Linked DNA regions of Sus scrofa: region 2 is linked to region 1. A link is a contact called in public HiChIP or PLAC-seq data. All regions are on one chromosome and are shown on one strand. The core of a region is the stretch at or near the end of the contact, and the rest is flanking DNA. Distances in the headings are between cores, read along the strand shown. Region 1 overlaps LOC102162054 (a long non-coding RNA gene). Region 2 has its middle 100 kb from the start of NTMT1.

Region 1 (7,553 bases), core at 1,446-3,945:
GGCCAGGCACAGACCAAGCTCGCACACCGAGGGGCTCGTCACCTTCTCTCCCTTGGACACACAGACTGGACTGAATGGTGCCAGCTTCTCCTCTTTAGAACCTCACATCCTCTGCCTGGCACACTGTCTCCTCTTCTTGTTACTTGCTAAATGTCACTTCCTCCAGGAAGCCCTCCCTGCCTAATTGACTTTAGTTCAAACCCCGGGCTCCCGCTGCACTTCTTTGTAGCCCTCGTCATTGTAATGATCTAAAAAAAATCTAAAAAAACCCAAATGCACGCGAGTGTGTGTGTGTGTGTGTGTGTGTGTGAGAGACCCACACCCCTCCCCCCACTCGCATGTGGCCTGGGTGAGCCCCTTTCTGTTGGATTTTCCTGGCTGTGCCTGGCACCCAGGGAGAGCTCCGGAAATGTTTGCTGAGTGAATCCTGGACTGGGTGTAATCTGACATCCGACGTGCAGCCTGTTGATCCGGTTGCCAGCAATGCACCTGACTGGGTCACTCCTGAGTCTGGGAACTGAGTCTGGGAACCTGGGCACCCACAGCCCAGCCCCATCCTCCGGCCTGAAGGCTCTGCCTGGAAGGCAGGAAGGGGTTAAGTGTTTCTGGCGGCCTCGTGCTCTGTCTGCGGCAGTTCCCCCTTCCGGGGCTGCAGCAGCCGAGGTTGGCGAGGAATGCTTGCAATGCAGGGCTAGGAGGGCGGGCGGCTGGTGGAGTGGGGGCCTGTGGAGGCCGGCCGGCCGGGCCAGGCTCCCCAGTTGAGCAATCGCCCAGGCCCAGCCGGTTCCTGTAACTCCTGCCCCTCCTGCCTTTCCCCCACCCTGCCGGCTTCCTCCACCCGCCTGCCGCCTGCCAGGCAGTGGGGGCGGCCGGGACTCTGGGCCCTCCGGTGGGAGGTGGAGGGACGGAGGCCCAGAAAGCCTGGAGGCCAGGAGTGAAAGGGAGGGGCTTCCGAGGGGAAACAGAGAGGGAGCCACTTTGGCCCAGAGAGGGTAAGGCTTTTGCCTAAGGTCACACAGGGATGCACCACTGAACTGGGCCACGCCCTGGATTCAGACGTCTTTGTTCCCCTGGCACCAGGCTCCCCCCACCCCCGCCACCACCACCCGCACTTATCACTTCAGCCTGTCCTGGGGACACTGGGCACCTCCATTTCTCCCCTCCAGGAAGGTGGAGGAGAGGAATGAAAGCTCTCCTCCTCCTTCCCTCCAGGCCCCTTCAAGGAAGGACCTTCATGAGTTTTGAATATCAGGGTGAGCCCAGGCCCCAAACTCATTCCCTTTCCCACCAGCACACACCTACTTTGGGGGGAAAGCAGCTTTCCTCACGGGGCAGGATGAGACCCTTCTGCCCACAATATGTACAGGAGACCTCTGGGAGGCGGCCTCTGCTGTCCGTCAAACCGAATTAGAATCCCAGCTCCATCACCGTCAAGCTTGGTGGCCACGTACCTCCTTCTGAGCCTCAGTTTCCTTGTCTGTAAAGTGGAAGTCAGAGACGGGGCGGGGGGGGGGGGGGGGAGATGGAGTCGCAGGACCGCTCTGGTTCTGCGGAGGCTCTGGGCCGCTTGCTTCCCCTGGTCCCGCAAATGTCTGCTCTGTTTGGGGCCGGCTCAGGTTGTGCTCAACTGTGGCCCCGGATTTTGCCAAAACTGCCGGGGAGGGGGGGGCGATGGCCTCAGAGCCTTCAGAGGCGCTGCCTTGGCCCTGGCTGGCTGGAATCAGCAGTTGAGCCCCTGGACCCCACATCTTCCGAGGGTGGGTAGGTGATCTACACCGGCTAGAAGTTCCTGTGCAAATCAAGCACCACGGTTACAGGTAAGGAGGCTTGCAGCAGGAGCGGCTCGCCAAGCCATCCAGACAAAGAGAGGGATTTCAACCCTGAAAAACCACACCAGTAACACCAAAGACCCTGCTACACGCTGCTCTGCAGCTAAGTCCTTACCGTGAGCCAGGCGATGACTGACCTACTTTATTCCAACAACACGCCCAAGAGGGAGGTCTATTGATCCCCGTTTCCCCCTCCAGGAAACAGAGAGGTTGTTGCACTTGGTCAAGGTCACCCAGCTTGTAAGGAGTGGAGCTGACTTGGAACTCGGGCCACTTGCCTCCAGAACCTGGGCTTTTAGCGGATCTCTTCCACACTTGGCTGGGGATCCAGGCTCTGTAGAGAGGGCACGGGCAACCTGGGGTTCGTCATTAAGCCCCAGAGCCAGGAAGTGAGGGAACAATCTCCAGCCCCGACTGGCAGTGGGATAGGCGCTGTGCTGTTATCACTACCGCTGGGTGAGCAGGGGCTCAGAGGGGCCAAGTCTTTTACTCCGGGGCACACAGCCGTGCGTCAGGACGCACGCCCAGGGTGATTGATGCTGCTTTTGCGTCCCCTGGCTCCCCATCCTCGGTTCCCCCGAGGCCGGCCGTGGCCGGAAAGGACCCCCACCGCCGGCTGGGCTCGGCGGACAGAGGGACAGATGCCGGCCGCCCCCCTCCCCGGGCTGTCGGGCGGCGAGGCTTCGCCACCTCCTCCCGAGCAGGTTTCCTTTAAGAAACCAGAAGATTGATTTCCTGGCAGGCTCGCCAAGAAGCCCGTCCAAATGGTTTGCATGTCTGCATTTTTTACTGCTCCGTTTAATATGTATGCAAATGCCGGCCGCTGCGCCGCGCTGCACAGTCACACGCGGCGCCCCATTAAAGCGCCGTCCGGGCGCGCGCATCATTCGAGGCGACGGGCTCGGCGGCCCTGATAGATGGGGTGCGGGGACGGAGACAAATGACGGGCTTTTGTAATTTCTTTCTCCCTTTTCCGGGGGGGTTGAGGGGGCGGCTCAAGCCTGGAAACCGCAGAAGAGATTTAAATATATGCAAAATTGTTTGGGGCGGGGGGAGTTGAAACCTGAACCAGGAGGAGGGAATTCAGTGTTTTCCTCTGTGGGAGTCGGGTTGGAGGGGGGGAGCCGAGCCCCCACAGTCACCTTCTGGCGGCGAGAGCGGCTTTGCTCCTGATAAGCAGGCGCGGTCCTATGGGAAGCGCTGCATCAGCCGCACAGAAAAGGAAAATGCCGGTTATTTTCAGGCCGGTTACGCCCGAGAGGCCGCTGCCGAGTTTTTCCCAGCCTCCCCCCCCCAACTCTCTTTTCTGGGGCTTCCAGGGCTTATAACTCTCTAGGTCTGATGGATGTCATGTAACTCTCACACTAGCCCCACGAGATAGATCACACCCATTGTACAGATGGGGAAACTAAGGCTCACAGGAGCCAAGATCCTTGGGGAGGGTGGCAGAGTGAGTAGGGGGTGGGGTGGGACTCTCGGAGCAGTATCCTTGACCCCACAGCCCTTGGCCAGCTCTTGCTCCGTGGGGTCTGCTCCCAGCCATGGCAGGTGGGGCGAGCGTGGAATCTTCCCCAGACTCACCTCCTGCTCAACAACCCTGGCTCTCCAGCCCCACCTCTCCTCCTGTGCCCTCAGCTTCCTACCTGTCCCCACCTGCCTGGTAACACAAGCCTGCATTCTCCGGAGCCTGAGGCTTGAGCCCCAATTTTCCAAAACAGTGTAAGCCTAAAATTTGAGGTGTGCATTTTCAAGGAATCTTTCTTTATTTCTCAGCATTTTAGGCGACTTGGCAGCTGGGGGGCAGCCTGGAGGATCTTAGGAAGATGCAAACATTTCCCAGAGGAGGCTCCAGCCTAAGGAGATGGCCCTTCCGGAGCACATAGCTCAGACCTACAGGAGAGGCGGGCTTGTGTGTGTGTGCACACGCCCAGTGTGGTTGTGTGTCGGTCTGTGTGTGTGTGTCATTGTGTTTATCCATTTGCCTGTGTGTGTGTGTGTGTGTGTGTGTGTGTGAGGGTGGGATCATGAGTGTGTCCATGGACACAGGTGCGTGGCAGCGTGCATGTGTGTGTCGCTGTGACAGCCGCTGAGAACTCTTGTCCTGGGCGGGCAAGCAGCTGGAAAGCCAATGTCCCCGAGGATTTCCAGCTGCCTGTGGTTTAGGCCTCTCGCCTCCCCGTCCCCGCCGGAACCCGCTCCCCTTTCCAGCCAAAGCCTCTGCTGTTTCAGCTGCAGAAGGCAGGGTAGGACACCTCACAGGCAGCTGTGGGGATCCCCAAAGGCTGAGCCCCCCTGAAGCTCTGCATAGATGAGGAGGACTTTGATTCTTGGGGGAGGGGGTGTAGCCTGGTGGCAGCCGGGTGAGCTGGGAATTCTGGGAAGGCAGCAAGGGGCGCACAGCTCTCTGGAGAAGCTCTCCCTGCGTGTAGAGTGAGTGTGGGGACCCCCCATCCCCCCTCCCTCTCCGTCTCTGCCACTCTTTCAAGTGCCCCCGGCCCTGCAGTCCCTTGAGCCACCTCTCCAGGAGTCTCCCCCCCCATAGGCTCCGCCCCCGCCCCTCCCAGGAGCCCTCCCCTACTTCCTCCCTTTGCCCTTGTCACCTCTCGCATCCCATCTAGCTGCCTGTTTGTCTCACTTTGTCTACTCTCCTCACCCCACTGGAACGTGAGCCCTGTGAGGACCTAGAAAATGGGGGTGCTCAGGAAGTTTCTGAGGTCCCCAGCAGCTCGGGACCCCCACCCAGACCAGCCTTCTTTTCCAGGCTCAGGTCCTTGCTGTGGGCGGGTCTCATTCACTCTGGGGCTCCCCCTCCATGTCCAGGGAGCCCAACTGGACAGTGACTAATGTTTAAGTCCTTCCACCTGCTTATGTCTGGGGACAGCCCACCCTTCTTCCAGGCCTCCTCAAGGTGTCACTGTCCCTGAGCTGGCCCCCAATCGGGATCAGCACCAATGGGGCTCAGGGTGATTATCTGTAGCCTATTTGCATCACCTCGTCAAGAAAGTTTTTCCATTGAGAACCCTTGTGAATGGACAGCAGCATAGCCCCTCAGTGAACACCTGCCCTGGCCTTGCTAAGACCTCCCCAAACCAAGCTGGGCTCACAGTAATGGCTCCAGGGAGACCATTGAAATAGACAATAAACAATAGACTGTTGAAATAGACAAGGGAGAGAGCACAAGCAATCAATGAATGCCTAAGCCTTCATTTGCCATCGCTGGATGCCCTGCCTTGAGGCCCCCTTGGGGTCTGCACCCTGGCTCCCCAGCTGGTTGGGGGGGCTGCTCTGTGTGGACCAGCTGAGTCAGGCCCTAACCCCGGGCAAGGGGCCACCTTGGCTCTCACTGGTCTTGCTGACGGAGCTGAATCTGCGTCTGCACTTCCCCTCGCAACCCGCCATTACTCATGGCTGGCATTTATCCCCAAGCAAGGGGTGATCCTTGGAGCTACCCGCATCCTCCCCGCAGCCTCCCCACATGTTCTGAGGAAGGGGTGGCCGGAGGCTGGGCGGCGGGCGAGGAGGCACAGCAGGAATTGTGAGCAGCTGCTCTGAGTGCAGTGACCATATTTTTCTGAGCTGAAAAATTAGGACACGGGATGTAACTGAGGGTTTTCTCAGATTTGTTCATTTAATGAGTGGAAAAAGCTTACCAAGCTATGAAAGTTAAAGCTCGTTTCGTTATGTGGGTAATGGATTGTCTTTGTTGGAAAGAATCTGAGGTTCCCAAATCAGGTAGAGTCTGGAAACGAATCATTTGATTTGATGAATATTGGGGGGGGGGCTCAACTCTGTGCTTACATGATAACGGGGAGCAAAACAGGCGTGATGCTGGTCTCACAGAGCTCACGTGGGGAGGCTGATGGTCGTTCCTCAAATAATTTCGCATTTCAGTACGGTGAGCACCCGGGGAAGCACTGTGGTGGGGATGGTTAAAGGGCAAGATGAGAGCCCAGGGGAGTTCCTGTTATGGCACAGTGGTTAACGAATCTGACTAGGAACCATGAGGTTGCGGGTTCGATCCCTGGCCTTGCTCAGTGGGTTAAGGATCTGGAGTTGCCGTGAACTGTGGTGTGGGTTGCAGACAAGGCTTGGATCCCATGTTGCTGTGGCTCTGGCGTAGGCTGGTGGCTACAGCTCCAATTAGACCCCTAGCCTGGGAACCTCCATATGCCACAGGAAGTGGCCCTAGAAAAGGCAAAAAGACAAAAAAAAAAAAAAAAAGAGAGAGAGAGAGAGCCCAGGGTTCCCATGTGGAAGAGGCTCTGAAGACGTAATATTTGAAGTGAGACAGAGCCTTTTAGGAGTAAACTGTGGGACTGCAGTGGAATCTCGGGGAGCAAATTTCGGGTAGGGGGAAGGGCAGATGCAAAGGGCAGTGGCACAAAGGAGCGCCAGGTATTTGAAGGACAGGAGGGCAGCCCAGGTGGCTGGAATGTGATGTGTGAGGGGAAGGGGAGCTTGGCAATATGGGCAGAGGCCAGTCCAGGCAGTGCCCACCAGTCTGTAATGGTGTGGTGGACTTTTTCCTGCCGGCAGTGGGGCGTCCTGGGCTGTTTGGCACAGGCATGACCTGGTTATACGTCTGGATGTTATGGAGGAGGAGGAGGATGTTGGGTTTTTGGGGAGATGCTTAGTGAGTGCTTCCTGGGGTGCCAAGCCCCATTTCTGCCATTCTACAGATGAGAAACGGGAGGGCTGGGAAGGGAAGTGGCTTATTCAGGGTCACACAGCTGGCCAGCGGCAGAGAGGGAACTCAGACTGTCTGTCTGGCTCCAAAGTCTGCTCTGGTCCCCCACACAAAGGGAAGGCCAGGGGACACGCTGATGACGGAGCCGCCCCCCCTGCCCCCGCCCCCAGGTGCTGCGGCCTCCTCTCTGCTCTGTGTCCCAGGCCTGGGTGGGGACACTAGGTCACAGGGTCAGCCGGGGCTGGAAAGGCCCAGCTCAGTTCCTGCTGAACTGAGGAAGTAGGAATTGCAACACGAGAGGATGAGGTTCTGGAGAAGGTGGGACCCCAGCCAGCCGGGCTGGGGCCTCTGCCTGTCCCGTGGCAGCAGAGGTCACACGGCAGCCCCAGAAGCACAGCCCCCCTCACCTGTCTGGGGTCTGAGGACTCTGACATGCGGCTACAATATTCCCAGACCCGGACCGGCACCCCGGCCCCCTGCTTCCTCCTGTGGAAGCAGGACCAGGGGCAGTTGGGAAAATCCTTATTCCCTCCGTGACCGTCAGAATGGCTCCTCTCAAAATCCAGAAAATAGCAAGTATGGGTGAGGGCGGGGAGAAATTGGAAGCTTGTGGACGGTGGATGGGCATGTACAGCCGCTGTGGAAAACAGTATGGCAGCTCCTCAAAAAATTAAAAATAGAACGACCATCTGAGCTAGCGATTCCACTTCTGGGTGTACACCCCAACGAATCTGGGTCTCCGACAGATATAGGTACACCCGTGTTCACTGCAGCATTGTTCGGAGCAGCCCAAGGATGGCCACAAGCCAGGGTCCATCAACGGATGACTAGATACGCAAAAGGAGGTACATGCATATCATCATTCAGCCTTAACAGGGAAGGAAATTCTGACACCTGCTGCGATCCGGATGACCTCAGAGGATATTAGGCTAAGGGAACTATGCCAGACACAAAAGGCATGACTTTGGAGTTCCTGCTGTGGTGCAGTGGGTTAAGGATCCGATTGCGGCGGCTTAGGCTGCTGCCTAGGTTTGGGT
Region 2 (7,553 bases), core at 3,602-6,101, 130 kb after region 1:
AAGCGCCGTTGGGCAGGCTCTGTGGGGCCAGGGGAAGGGCTGGGGAAGGGCCCCCTGATGTTCTTGGAGACCTGGGAGGCGCCTCCAATCCTGGGCAGTGCCTGGCCTCCAGCTCCAGCCCCAGGGCTGCTAGGGCACTGGCAGCAGGCCGTTGTACCCCCCCCCCCCGCCCCTGCCGCCCCGTGGTGGTCAGCGGAGGGCTGGGGCAGGACGAATGCTGGAAGGTGGGATAACAAGGCCACTGGGAGCGCTTAGCACAGCTCCTAGGATCCCCTAAATGGGGGCTCTGTGCTTTAGTGATTGTCCCAATTGGGGGGGCCACTGGGCCTCTGAGAGGCCCACCTTAGGGATTCTTTGACCACTAGGAGAACCAGAGGCCCCAATCAGCATGACGAATCTCACTGGGGCTGTGATCCAGGGGCCCAGAGAACCCACCAGGGACCTGGCCGACAGACTGACGCTTGCTTTGCTCACAGGGCTGTGTGACCTAGAGACGTAACGCAGCCTCTCTGGGCCCTGTTCTCCCTCTCTGCAAAACAGGGACCTGTGAGCCTCACTCCTCCGAGGGCAGGTAGGCACCCTAGATGAGCGTCGAGTCCCAGCCCTGCCCCCCAACTGGACAGGTGACCTTGAGCAAGTCTGAATAAGACGGAATAACACGAATGAGTAGAACCCATCAGCACCTCTCTGCTTCGGGCTGATGCTGGGTGCTGTACACACACTGTCATTCACTCTGGCACTTGCAGGGAGGTTTTCCTCTAGACTTTTTTTTCCAGATAAAGTAGCTGAGACTCTGAGAAGTCGATTCCCTTTCTCAAGGACACCCAGCTCGGGAATGAGAAAGTCAGGATTCAAGCCCTAGATCTGCTGGCTTAAAGCCCAAATCCCTAAAGAAAATGCCAGTTTGTTGCAAAAACAAAACATTGTAAGCACCTACTTCGTGTAAGACCTCGTGGTAGGTGACATCAAAAAGAAGGACGCCTGGTGGAGCCATCGGGAAACTCATAGTTAAGTGAGGATACAGGACTGCAATGACACCCCTTGAAAGTCAGATGCAAAAAGCACCACCGTAAGTCAAAGGGCCACCAGGGCTTGGGGCACCAGCAGAGAGGTGGGGGCGGGGGCGGCAGGGAGGGTGGGAGCGGGGGAGGAGGCACAGAGGCCGAGCCACAGGGAAAGCAGGTCTGGAGCAATGAAAAGGGGTTTTAGGGGAGGCGCTGGAGGCTGGCACAGCAAAAGCAAAGGCATGGCAACAAGAGAGGCAGGAACACACACTGGGTAGTATGGCTAAAAGCCTCAGAAAGCCGCCTTTGCTGATAAAAATGGGGAGCCGTCGAAGGTCTTTGAGCAGAGGTGGCTCGCATCCTGCGAGAGTTGTAGAAAGACAGATCTATTAGGCAGAGAAAGATCCTGGACACATACAACCCCCCAAACTAGAAGATGGGTCATGGTGCACTGAATGAAATTTTACAGTGCTTCCTTCATTTTTTATTTTTATTTTTATTTTTTCCACACTCATGGCCTATGGAGGTTCCCAGGCTAGGGTCGAATTGGAGCTACAGCTGCCAGCCTACACCACAGCCACAGCAACATGGGATCCGAGCCGCGTCTGCAACCTACACTGCAGCTTACAGCAACACCAGATCCTTAACCCACTGAGCGAGGCCAGGAATCGAACCTGCAACCTCATGGTTCCTGGTCGGATTTGTTTCTGCTGCGCCACGATGGAAACGCCTACAGTGCTTCCTTTAAAAAATTTTTTTTTTCACAGATACTCGCTGTAGTATATGGAATGATTGGCCAATGGGGACCTGCTGTAAAGCACAGGGAACTCTACCCAATATTCTGTGATAATTTATATGGGAAAAGAATCTGAAAAAGGATGGATGTGTGTGTGTGTGTATATATATAACTGAATCACTTTGTTGTACAGCAGAAATTCTCACAGTATTGTAAATCAACTATACTCCAGTAAAACTTGAAAAAAAATTTTTTTGACCTTATACAGGTATAACTATTCCAAAAAAAAAAAGAGGAAATTTTCAAAGGAGAGAGGGGAGCCGCGGGGAGGCAGACACGTGGACGGCTGCAGCAGGACAGCCAGGGCTGGGGGCCCGGGCAGCCTCGCAGACTGCTGGCTCTCTGGGGAATTGAGTGATGGGTGAACTGGCTGCACCTGCTCAGAGGTCTACAGGTGAGGCCAGGGGCTGAGGGGCTTTGAGACCCTCCTCTTACCTAGAGCCCGAGCCTCGCCGACTGATGGCTTCAGGCCTGTCCCTACTCACCCCAGAAGTTCTGTGCTCACCAAATACCTCCCCAGCGGTGAGGCCATGGGCCATGGGCTGATCCTTAAATCCCATTCTGGGTGAAATGGGGACAGCTACCCTCTCTCTGTCCTTGGGGATAGAAGGGCCCAGGTGGGAGCACCAGGCGCTGTGCTAGGTGCTTTACAGGCAGTGTCTCTTAATCTGAATATCATCCAGAAAAAAAGTGTTGCTCTTTTCCCATCTGACAGATGGGGAGACGGGGCTCAGTGTCTTGTCAAACCTCACAGTGGCGGGGGAGGGGGTTCCCACCCAGCATCGGCTCACGCGAGAGAGTCCCTGCCACTAAGCTGTACTGCTTCGGACTCAGCAAGACCAAATCCATCCTTCGGTTTCCCCAGACCTCGTGCCTTTGGTTGGCCTGCTCTGGTTCCAGAATAGGGGCTGCAGTCACCCCTCTGGGCTGTGCCCTCCGCCCTCCCTCCTCCCACCGTTCACAGGTCGGGCTCCTATCTGACCTCTGCAGCCCCGTGAACCGTTACCTCCTTTCCAGAGGGCCCCGGACCGCAGCTCCTGTCCCCTTCTCTGCGTTCCCATAGAGCTCCCCAGGAGGGAGGGAAAAAGCTCCGGGGACATAGCAGGGACATGAGTTCCAGCCCAGCCCTGCGTGGGTGGAGAGGGGAGAACAGTCAGCTCGTTTGGGTGCTCGGAGGGGCAGGGTGGACGTGAGAGGGAGGGTGGCCTTGGCTCCCCCAGGGAAAGACACATCAGCCGGATTATTTGGTTTAGAGGCCTGGAGAAAGGCACATTCCAGAAGGAGAGAGAAGCATAGATCGAGGCTGCCTCGTGTCGTCTGGCTGGCTCTCCACTAGCCCAAGGATGACCAGGGCCGGGCCCTTCCCACCGTATGTGCACCTGGACCTCTGCGGCCAGACTGGGGGTCGGAAGCTGTCTTCCACCCTAGACCTGCACCCCTAGGGAGCATGCGCACAGAGAGACAGACACCCCCGTAGAGGCCTGAGCACCCCCTCCAGGGTGGAGATGACCCAAAGGGAACAGAATGGTGTGGGTTTCTCCTAAACGCAGAGAACCCCTGCTGCCAGAAACAGGAGGCACTTAAGCACTGGCTGGATGAACAAATGAATGAATGAATGAGTGAGTGATGGCGGCCCCCAGGCCCAAGGAGGAGGGCCAGGAGACTTGCAGACCGTCTGCCTGCTCCCTTGTGAAGCAAGACATCCTGTGTCCTGGGGAGCCCTTGGTGTGCAGTGGTGTGGGAGCCGGCTTCAAGAGGGGGAGACAATGGGGCACTGGGAGCCTGATGGGAGGGAAACAGGCCATGAGCTGTGTTTCTAGGGAAACACTCTAATACCTGGGCATGGGCAGCACTGGGGTGCCAGAGGGACTTTCAGGTACCCCCAGATTACCCCAGCTGGGACGCGAACACACGGTTCCACGGGGGCAGCACAGTGTGGTCGGTAAAGCTGGAGGCTCTGGACATTTCTGGGCTCCAGCTTCACCCCCACTGGCTACACCAGTGCCTCTGTGTCCTGGTCTGGGAGAGGGCCTGAGAGAGCCCCCTACAGCACAGGTTTGCAGGGAAGCTCTTGGGAGAGGTGCCAGCTCAGCACCTTCTGTCTGCCATTGTTATAAAACAGCAGCACAGGAGAGCAGGAAGCAGAGGGCACCCAGCAGCCAGGCCCTGGGCTCTGGTCCTTCCGCGCAACCCAGGGTCTTCCCAGGCCTCAGTTTCCTCATTTGTATGCTCAGATCCCGCAACCCTTCTCCCAGACCCTAGGTCAGACTGCAGGCACAGCTGCCTCCCCCAGACCTGCCCACTCATACACACACACACACTCATACACGTTCCGCTCAGACCCGGAAAGCACATCCCATCCTCACGCTCAGCCCCTCGCCCGGGGCATCCAGGTCCTTGCCACTCGGCCCTCACCCTTGCCCAGGGCACCCACACCCGCTCACACTCCTGCTCACACTCCCACACAACCCAGGTCGGCTGTGCACCAACTATTGTCGCGGGCGGGGCTGGGAGCGGGAGGGAAAAAAACCCACGACTCAGCCGGAGAAGAGGGGTGCGGGGGTGCGCGGGCGAGGGAAATGACAGCCCGCGGTCCCCCTCGAGTCCCGGCTCATGAATATTAATGCCGTGGTAATTAAAATGCAGGGACGCAGCAGGATGGATGCGGCTGCCTCCGGAGCGCTGGGGAGCGCGGCGTCCTCGGCGAGGCGTCTTCGCAGGCGTGTGGAACCCGCTCCTCGCCGGCGAGCGCGGGATCGGGCTCCGGGGCTCGGATCCGGGGCCGCGGGCAGGGGACGGCGGGGGCGGGGGGGGGGGGTCGGTGCTTTTCGGCGCGGCCGAGCGTGGCTGCCCGGCGTTCCCGCCCGTGCCCCTCCGCGCCCTGCCCCGGCCCGGGCTGCCCGCCAGGCCGCCGGTTCCCGGAGCCGGCCCCCTCCCGCCCTCGCGGCCCGGTGACGTCATCTGCACAAAACTTTCCGCTTCCCGGCCGTCTCGGGGCCCTGAGTCATCGCCGCCCCCGGCCCGGCCCTCGCCGTCTGTTTGTGCAGAGCTAGGCCCCGCTGGCCCCGGCCTGACGTCAGGCTGACAGGGCCTGGAACTGCGTGGGGCCCCTGAGGGCCGGGGACAGCCTCCGGGGTGGGGGCTGTGGAGCAGACCCCGGGGAAAAGCAACACACCGGGGGTCCAGGTTCAAATCCGGAGTCATCTTATGCAGATTGCCTGATCTCGGGCCAGTCCTCTGGGCTCTCTGAAAGTCCGGTTTCCTCCTTTGTCCCTTAGCAAATCTTCCCAGACTCCGTAAGTGGATTGTACAGCTGGGTGAACCCAGGCCCAGAGACGGGAAGGGACTGGCTCAAAGTCACACAGCGCTGGGGCAGCAGCCCAAGTTCTTGCCACCTTGCCACGTGCTCTTAGCCATGGGTGAGGACCCTTTGGGGCAGATGCTGAGAAAACCAGCTGCAGACATACAAGGTGGGGCTGGGGGCGGGGGCGGGGCACATTCCGGAGCACCACCGCCTGGGCATGAGTCCTGGCGAGTTTTCTCAGCGCTAAGAGCAGGACTCCTAATCTAGAATAATAGCCATGTGGAATCTACCAGGATACAGGATCAAATGAGAAAGGATCATCCCATGGGAAGGCTGGGGAGCAGCTGTCGGCACATGAGTAAGCTGCTGATCCCCGTTGCAGTCAGGTGACGGGGCCATTTTGGAGTCAGATCACCCGGGTTCAAATCCTGGCTCTCGTTGTCCCTCCTCCAGTCCCTTCTTTGTCCCCTCAGGCCAGTTACTAACTGCTGTGCCCTGTGCCAGGGCTGCCGTTTTCAGCATCTCCGGCCTCCTGGGTTGCTGGGAGAGCCTGTGAGCAAATGCCCACTCCATCCTTCACCAGAGGCACACACAGAGCATGCGGAAAGCATGGGCAGTTCTTAGGCTCTTCCTTGGGTCTTCGGCATATCATCTTGGGACCCAGTTTATAGATGAGAAACTAAGACCCTTTTGGCTCCTGCTGTCAGGGGCGGAGCAGGAATTATTAGGCTCAGATCTGGGATCCCAGACCGTACAGCTTCCCAGATGCATGGCCAGGGCTCTGGTTGTTCTCCAAACTCACTCCCACCTCCATCCAGCATCTGCCTCTGGTCCAGGCCTGCCCCTCCCGCCCGGTCAGTGTGGATTGACCCCTCGGCGCACCCCCCACTCCTGCCCACGCACACCCTTAAGCTATCAGAGAAAGACCCGCCCTGTACCCCCACATCCTTGCTTCTCCCTTCCTGCCCCCCCTCACCCCCCAGCCTCACTGGAGACATTATCAAGTACTCCAGTGCTTGGGGTGGCCTCTTCTTGCCTAGAGGCTTTTGCAGGGCTGTTCCCTCCCTCCCTCTGCCTGGAACACCCCCTCTGCTCCCCCGTTTTCCCCCTCAGCTCTTCCCCTGGGGAGTGTCCCAGGTACCACCACCCCACAACACACACACCCACAGCACACACTCCCCCACATCACACAGACCATACCACACAGGCAGAGACACACCCCATTACACAGATCACAGACGCACACACACACACTCCATATGCCATAGACGGCAGACACATACCCCGCACGCATCACACAGACCCTTCCACATGCACACCTGGCATACCCTGACCACACAACAGACACACACACAGACCGACTGGAGGAGACACAGCAAGGCTGCATCTGTGCCCCTCCTCTGGGCTCCTGCAGCCTCTAATTGTGCCCCCCCCCCATGGTATTAACCCTCCCACCAGCGAGGGTGGGGACCCAGCCCCTTCTCCCCTTCCCGCACAGGGTCTTGCACAGCTAGTGCCTGGCCCCCGACCCCCTCCCATGGCCAGCACTGTGCCAGTCCCACCTCCATCAAGGCCCATTTCTGCCAAGAGCTGTCCCCACTCCCGCTAAGCTCCAGGCTCAGCCCTCTCCCCCGAAGATCACACTTCCCTGGGCTTTGGTCAGCCCCATCCCACCCAGACCACAGCTACTGGAGACAAAGGACTGTGTCCCCACCCCCCTCCCACCCCCATCAACCCCTTCCAGGTCTCAGGAATATCTGGTGACTTGAACTGCGCCACCGGAGCCTTAAGGTCACGTCTCTCTGGGGTCTCCACTTTCTCATCTGCAAAATGGGGTAACATTGAAAATGCCTTGCAGAAGCTCAGACGTGTCACAGTGGGTGTCATTTCAGGGCTGCTGGGTTCCTGTGGGACTGAGTTGTGAGTCCACTGAGCTTTGGTGGAGGTAACCAGCCCCTAGGGAGCCCCTTACCCAAGTGAGTGTCCTGGTGGTGCCCTTCCTGCAAATTGGGTCCCTGGAGCACTTTGTACCCAGCCCTGGAGGTGGGAGTTTGGCTGGGGTTCCTGACAAGTAGCAGGGCATCATCTGTCCCAGGGGCTGCCTTTCAAGAAGGATACTTAGCCTCCACAGGGGCCTAGGCTGGAGCCTCAGCTCCCCTCCTGCTGTCCAGCAGCGCATCGCCCAGGCTGCCTGGCCCTGCTGGGGGAACCCTGGAGAGAAGGAGCTTCCCCTGATCTCAGACTCAGGTGGCACACACCACCCCACAGGCAGAGCCAGAGAAACAAGGGCCAGAATGGGGAGGGGCCAGGCTGCACCAGAGGGAGGGGTGGAGCAGCCATTCGTGGTGCTGGGGGGTAGGGGATGGGGGCGTGTTTCCCTTTACCAGGTCTCCTGGCACCCTCTGTGGGCCCATCATGGAATTCTGTGCTGGGCATGTGGTGAGGAGCG

What was found. HiChIP or PLAC-seq counts read pairs in DNA pulled down with a chosen protein or histone mark.
Region 2: an H3K27ac HiChIP or PLAC-seq map of alveolar macrophages shows a contact between it and region 1. The contact joins two enhancer-like sites. A contact is called at or near these places in 8 of 47 Hi-C or Micro-C datasets (embryonic fibroblasts, epiblast stem cells, fetal heart ventricle and 3 more) and 2 of 2 datasets of contacts at active chromatin or transcription factors (alveolar macrophages and skeletal muscle).

What each region holds. Positions count from the first base shown.
Region 1 is chr1:269,586,111-269,593,663 of Sscrofa11.1, forward strand. All of the region lies in intron 2 of LOC102162054 (a long non-coding RNA gene), which reads left to right. Among named protein-coding and RNA genes, the nearest start is that of IER5L, 130 kb to the left of the region's middle. Within about 2 kb of position 2,696, at least 33 of the 83 cell types and tissues checked have an H3K27ac peak or open chromatin away from gene starts, as enhancers often do. A contact at or near this core is called in retroperitoneal adipose tissue, where this site is marked.
Region 2 is chr1:269,712,815-269,720,367 of Sscrofa11.1, forward strand. No RefSeq gene overlaps it. Among named protein-coding and RNA genes, the nearest start is that of NTMT1, 100 kb to the right of the region's middle. Within about 2 kb of position 4,852, at least 71 of the 83 cell types and tissues checked have an H3K27ac peak or open chromatin away from gene starts, as enhancers often do. A contact at or near this core is called in retroperitoneal adipose tissue, where this site is marked.